2 separate regions of the Zea mays genome follow, and region 2 is linked to region 1. The links are chromatin contacts, called in public Hi-C maps. All regions are on one chromosome and are shown on one strand. Each heading gives the region's core, a stretch centred on a gene start, on an enhancer-like site or on the middle of the called end of the contact. The rest is flanking DNA. Distances are from core to core; before and after follow the strand shown. Region 1 holds the start of LOC100282644 (peroxisomal carrier protein). Region 2 holds the start of LOC103635743.

Region 1 (3,085 bases), core at 531-3,030:
GGAGAAACGAATTTATCGCAGCCTAATAGAGTAAGGCACCCATTCATGTGTCCATCTCACGTAAACAATTCAGTCTACGCTAGTTCTAAAGGTTATAAGCAAAACATTTACCCTCTTTCTGTTTTACAACGACTTGACACAGGAAGGCTGGATAAGCACACATAAATGTGACCTCATGGGCAGACAGTTCGATTCAATAGCGATCATGGAGAATTTGGGGCCAACTAGTGTCAAAATTGTTAGATTGCCTAGATGGTTACCTTACTTGTGGTTTCCTTACTTGCGCTTGAGAATCCGTCTCCAGTTCTGTTTCCATAAACTGGATGAGTGTGCCTATATATTGTGTAATCGTGGTTTGTATCAATGGAGGCGTGATTACCTCAGTGTTGTCTCATGGTACAGTGCCTATATATTCTGTCACGCTCCAATGCTGAGACCGAATACCACGCAATCGCCAATAGCATAGTAGAGGTCTCCTGTCTCCGCCAACTCCTTGAGCTTAAATAGCCTCTCCAACGTGCCACATTTGACATTTGTCTATTGTGACAACCTAAGTGTCATCTATCTAGAGACGAACCCGGTGCAACATCAGCGCGCCAAACACGTCGAGATCGACCTTCACGCATTGCTGCCGGTGTTGTTCGTGTTATATATGTCCCAACGACCTCCTAATCCACTGATATCGTCACGAAGGGCCTTCATTCCTTAGTCTTCTTGGAGTTTCGGTTCAACGTGAACATCCGCTCCACCGACGTGTTCCAGATGCGGAGGGGTGTTAGATTGCCTAGAAAGATTATACAAGGGTTGGGTGTCTTAGTTGCGGTTTAATTACTTGTGGTTTACTTAATTGGCGTCGGATAACCCCTCTCCGGTTCTATTTCCATAAACCGGATGAACGTGCCTATATATTGTGTAATCGTGATTTGCACCCCTCAATCAAGACCTGATTACTGCAAATACTCCAAACTTTCAAAAACAAAGGCATTATCGTCCTGACTGACTGAAGTGAGACTCTCCAAGCCGTCCCAAGCACTCTCATCGCCCACTGCACAGTTCAGGAAACCTCTCTAGATACAAAAGGCCAAATTGCAAATCACGATTTTGAGAGAGAGAAAAAAACAGGAAACCTCTATCATCCTCCGCAGAGTCAGATCCAAATCCTCACGGACCGACGAGAGAGAGAGAGAGAGAGAGAGAGAGAGAGAGAGAGAGAGAGAGAGAGAGAGGGGCACCAGCTTCCGACGAGTCAGGCACACGAGCCCCGTCGTACGGATCAGGCGACCAGAGAAGAGCCATAGGGAAGGGATGGAATCAGCAGCAGTACCTATACTTCTGAGCGCCCTGGTGCGTCTGGAGCTCGGCCTGGAACTTGGTCTTGCAGGTGTCGAGCGGGTAGAGCACGGTGGTGCTGACGAGCGAGCCGATTGCCCCGGAGGTGGCCTCCGCCAGGCTCTCCCAGTCCACCCCGCCGCCGCCGTCCGCCGCCATCGCCCGTCCCCGTCCCTTCCTCTACCCGGCCGACGAGATCCTTGGGAATCTCCTCCCGCAGTTCGGGGCCCTGCCTGCTGTCTATTGCCCCTTCGAGTCCAACAAGTTGCGAGCGAGGTGCGTCTAGCGACTCTGCGTACCCGCGAAGTGAGAGGAAGGTCTAGGCGGCCGCGGCCTGCGAGTTAAGTAGTAGATGGGAACCGCTGGAGAGAGGAGAGACGTCACGGCAGATGGGCGACGAGTGGGATGGGGACGCCAGCCGCCACGCTGAGCGGGGGCAGGTGCGGGCGGCCGGGCCGGGCGTCTACGGTATTTTGCGGACCGACGAGTCCGCGCGGCACCATGGTTTCGAGATGCGGTGTTTGCCTGTTTGGTGCCGACTTTTGTTCCTGGGTGCATTTATTTACGTGCGCGTTGGCGGACGGACTATCCGTCGTAGTGGCACGTCCGCGCGTATAATCAGTTAGATTTTAGATTTCTTTTGGGATTTATCTTATGTTATTATGTACTAGGTCAGTGCCCGTGCGTTGCAACATAGACATATAATATCTCGATAACTTATATATGCGCATATGTGTTATATAGTTATGAGATAGAGGATACATATATGCGAGTTGTCCGGGATGACATCGAAGAGAAACTTGGACCTGTGACGCACGGATACTCACCTAATGTATTATATAAGATAGGTCAGTACTCGTACATTGCATCTGAAACATATAATATCTCGATAACTTATATATACATATGTGTTATACGATTATGAGATGGATGACAACATTCACGAGCCGTCCGTAATGAAATTCTCCTCTCACAAAGTTATATATAAGTTAATTCCCTCTGTGCCACTGAAAATTACACCGATACTTTATGTGCCATTATAAATTGTAGCATCCCTTCTATGCCATCGATTTTATATTTTGTTCCCCTCTCTGCCCGTTTGTTGGTGTAGTTGGGCCCACATGGCATGCACTAACCCCCTCCCATCATCTCTGTTTGCCATGACCGGCAAGGCCAAAGGACGAGCCGCAACCACAGCCCCCGCCTGCCTGGAGCGTGCGTGGCAATCTTGTTGACCTCAGCCCGACGTCGAGGACTAAGCCGAGGCGAGCCAAGGCTGTTCGACGGTGGCGGGGATCGAGCCGAGGCACGTCCGTCTGCAAGCCCACGTCGACACCGTCGACACCTCGTGCGTGTTGTAACCTCGTGGCCGGCGGTGGACGGCACACGCGAGGCGAGACTGCCTGCACTTGCAATCTGCATGCATGGAATCCGAAAGGCGGCCAGATGCCCGAGGCCCGAGCGTATGTGATCGAACGAAGCGTGCGTGCAGCGGCGACGCGACGACGTGTGAGAGGATCGTGTGAGAGGATCGGATCAGATCGTGAGGCGATCTGCTCTAGAAGAAGCGTGTCTCATGCATGTCAGAGAGTGGCAGGCGCTGAGAATCGAACAAGGGAACGGGAGGGGACTGTACGTACAAATACTACACGATGGTTGGTTCGTACTGGTGCAGTCTGATCGATCCATGTCTGCCGGCATTATTGGCACCTGACAGCTCAGATCAGCTGGAGCTGGTCATTCTCGTGCATGGCAG
Region 2 (3,043 bases), core at 182-2,681, 210 kb after region 1:
TCCCGTGGCTCCGGCGAGATCGCCGTCGTGTCCAGTTCTGCGAGCTGGGGAAGAATCTCCCGAGACCTTGATCTATGCGTCAACGGTCATGATTAGACATAGGGTAACGATTCGTCCAACGCTGGTGGCGCCCGTTCGATTTTGATCGGATGAGCCTCGTGATCAACTGAATGTCCACCGTAGATCTCGCGATCAACGATCCCCAAATCCTTCTGGGTCAGCTCTAATCTCACCCGTCGAACGACAATCCAACAGTTTGTGCCGGCCGATACCCTTTTCGGCCGGACTGTTTTGCAAAAGTCCCCGAAGTATTGCAGAATAAACCCGCCGTCCGCTGCCGGTGTAAATTAATTACAGTCGTGCCCTGGTTTTTATAAAACAACCCCTGAACTCTCATGTTTAATAAAATAAATCAGAAAATGATTTTAATATAGAAATTAAACCCTAAAACTTAATAAATCCATAACTTATTTTTTTAACTCTAAATGGCTGCATAGTGCAATATAGGGGGAAAATTTTAGGGAAGAGCCGTGTAGATAGGGGGTGTTTGGTTTAAGGAATCACTACATCCAACTTGAGACGGTGCATCATGGGTTCATTCTTTAAGGGGGTGTTTGGTTTGAGGAATCACTTCATCCAAAATATGGTGTTGCATCATGGGTCCATTTCTCAAATTTGGTGGGATGACTTCATGCTCATATTAGTACTAACTAAATAACTATAAGGAATGAGGTGATGATGGATCAACTTAATCCATTCCACAAACCAAACAAAAAAGTGAGGAGTGAGAAGACGATGGATTAAATCATTCCTCAAACCAAACAACTTATAAATTTGGTGGGATGACCACATTCCTCATATTAGTACTAACTAATTAACTATGATGGATCAACTCATTCCATTTCACAAACCAAACAAAAATAGTGAGGAGTGAGAATATGATGGATTAACTCATTCATCAAACAAAACACCTAGTAGTCTTAGCAGGCGAGCACGAAGCACGATCCAAGGGCTAACGGTGAGTCCTATGCCTTCGCACGAATCACAATGGATTATTATTTCGCGTGTGTGTATATATAAGTGAAGGAGAACGTTACGGAAGCTAGTGACAGTGTAAAGCCAGGGTACCAGATCGAGTACTGCCAAAATAGTTCGTACTGTAATGAAAACTAACGCGTTCTGGTTCCAATGGTAGCAACTGGCAACTGCCACCGTTGTATGGAGTATAACATTACCTTCGTTTCACTATCTTAAAATGCCCTAATTCCGATAAAAATTTCCCTTGAAATCAATATGATGGAGTTGACCAAACTTCTCAACTACCTTAAAATGGGCTAATTCCGATTTGGAACGACACATCGTAGCAAAGTCAAATCCACGCATCCCATTCCAATACAAAAAGGCGCCCCCGGCATTCTTTACCGTTGATTTGATGCGTGACGGGTCCTGATCCACCCCAGTCTCCACCTCACCCCTCTCCACTCGACGGCTCGATCCTTGCTGCCCGACCTTTTTTTTTGATCTGCTATGCTGTAGACTAATCGCGATTAAGGAAATAAGGGGGGAAAAGGAGGAAGGTCCAAGCGGCGGCAGCAGCAAAAACCCGCTCCGAAAGGCAGAAAACCACAATAAACAAGGCACGCAACGAATCCGATCCCGATTTAATTCGCCCAAATCCGTCGATTAATCCCCACGCCGGCCGCGTCATGCTCCGGCCATTCCTCTCCCCTCCCCTCACCGCTCTGCCGCCGCCCCCTGCCTCCACCGCAGCAGCCGCGGGCGCCGCGGCGATGCGACCCGCATCCTCCTCCTCCTCCCGCTCCTCGGCCGGCGGAGGCGGGGCCCACCACCACCAACACAACCACGGCGGCCACAGCATCTCCGTCTCTCCGCCGACGTGCAGGCACGCCCCATCGTCGGCCACGCTCGATCTCCTCATCCTGCTTCTCGTGCTCTTCTCGCTTGCCTTCCTGCTCGCCTCCTCGCTCTCGCACGTCGCGCGCTCGCTCTCCCCGCTGCTCGCCACGCCGCCCGCCGCCGCGGCGCTCGCCTACGCCACCGCCGCACTGCCTTACCTGGCCGCGGCGGCCGTGCTCGTCGCCACCGCGTTCCTCTCCTGTCGCCGGCTCCCGCGGCGCCGGTGCCGCAACCCGCGCTGCCGCGGCCTGCGAAAGGCGCTGGAGTTCGACGTCCAGCTGCAGACCGAGGGGGCCCTTCGCGCCGGCGCCGGAAGCACCGCCGGCGGCGCCGAAGCATCCATGTGGCGCGAGATCGAGGCGCTGCCGTGGAAGGGCGGCCAGGGCGGAAACAACCCAGACTACGAGTGCCTTCGCGCCGAACTCCGCCGGATGGCGCCGCCTAACGGCCGAGCCGTGCTGCTCTTCCGCAACCGGTGTGGCTGCCCTGTTGCTAAACTCGAAGGATGGGGCGCCCCCAAGAGCAAACGGCGCAACAAGAAGTGAGTGATGGTTGACTATATTCCATTTATTTGCAAATTCTACATGATTATTACTTCAGTCCACCAGCTAAACTCAGTCGCACTATTTCCATGGGATGAACGCAATTTCACTGTTGTCTGACACGTGAGTTACCCATGGCGTTCGCTATCAATCTCATTTCTCCATCTCAAATTTTGAGATATTATGCACTGTTATTCTGGATGTGCAAACAATAAAGCATGGTCTCATTGTTATACATCATTAAATAGGTAACAGTGCTGTGTGGCCTTCCTCTAATTCTGACTCACCTAAGCATGCTTGGATACCCTGTTTGTTTGCCTCATGATGGTTATGGAAATTTTATTCCACTTAGCTTCATTTTCTGAATTCAGTGGGCTTCTGTTCATTTTGTGGTTTTCTCAGTTGTTTGTACCATAGCTTATATGTTGTAACATCTTGTTGGTCATGGATTCGAAAGAAAATGAATTAGTCTTCAGATGTGTATGGGCTGTTACCAGAAGTTAGGCAACGAGCAAAATCAATGCCCAAAATTGTCTAGCAAATCTTCCATAGAAATCTCACTACCTTTCTAAGTAGGTGGGCAA

The links. Hi-C and Micro-C count contacts between places; a contact is called where the count stands out from the background.
Region 2: a contact with region 1 is called in a Hi-C map of leaf, with 5 times the contacts expected there. The contact joins the promoter of LOC103635743 here to the promoter of LOC100282644 in region 1. A contact is called at or near these places in 7 of 25 Hi-C or Micro-C datasets (bundle sheath, ear, endosperm and 4 more).

Annotation. Positions count from the first base shown.
Region 1 is chr8:116,994,233-116,997,317 of Zm-B73-REFERENCE-NAM-5.0, forward strand. LOC100282644 (peroxisomal carrier protein) reads right to left here and starts at 1,781. Exons shown (of 5, transcript NM_001155552.2): 1 at 1,325-1,781. The coding sequence starts at 1,488.
Region 2 is chr8:117,207,662-117,210,704 of Zm-B73-REFERENCE-NAM-5.0, forward strand. LOC103635743 reads left to right here and starts at 1,432. Exons shown (of 2, transcript XM_008658120.4): 1 at 1,432-2,458. The coding sequence starts at 1,707.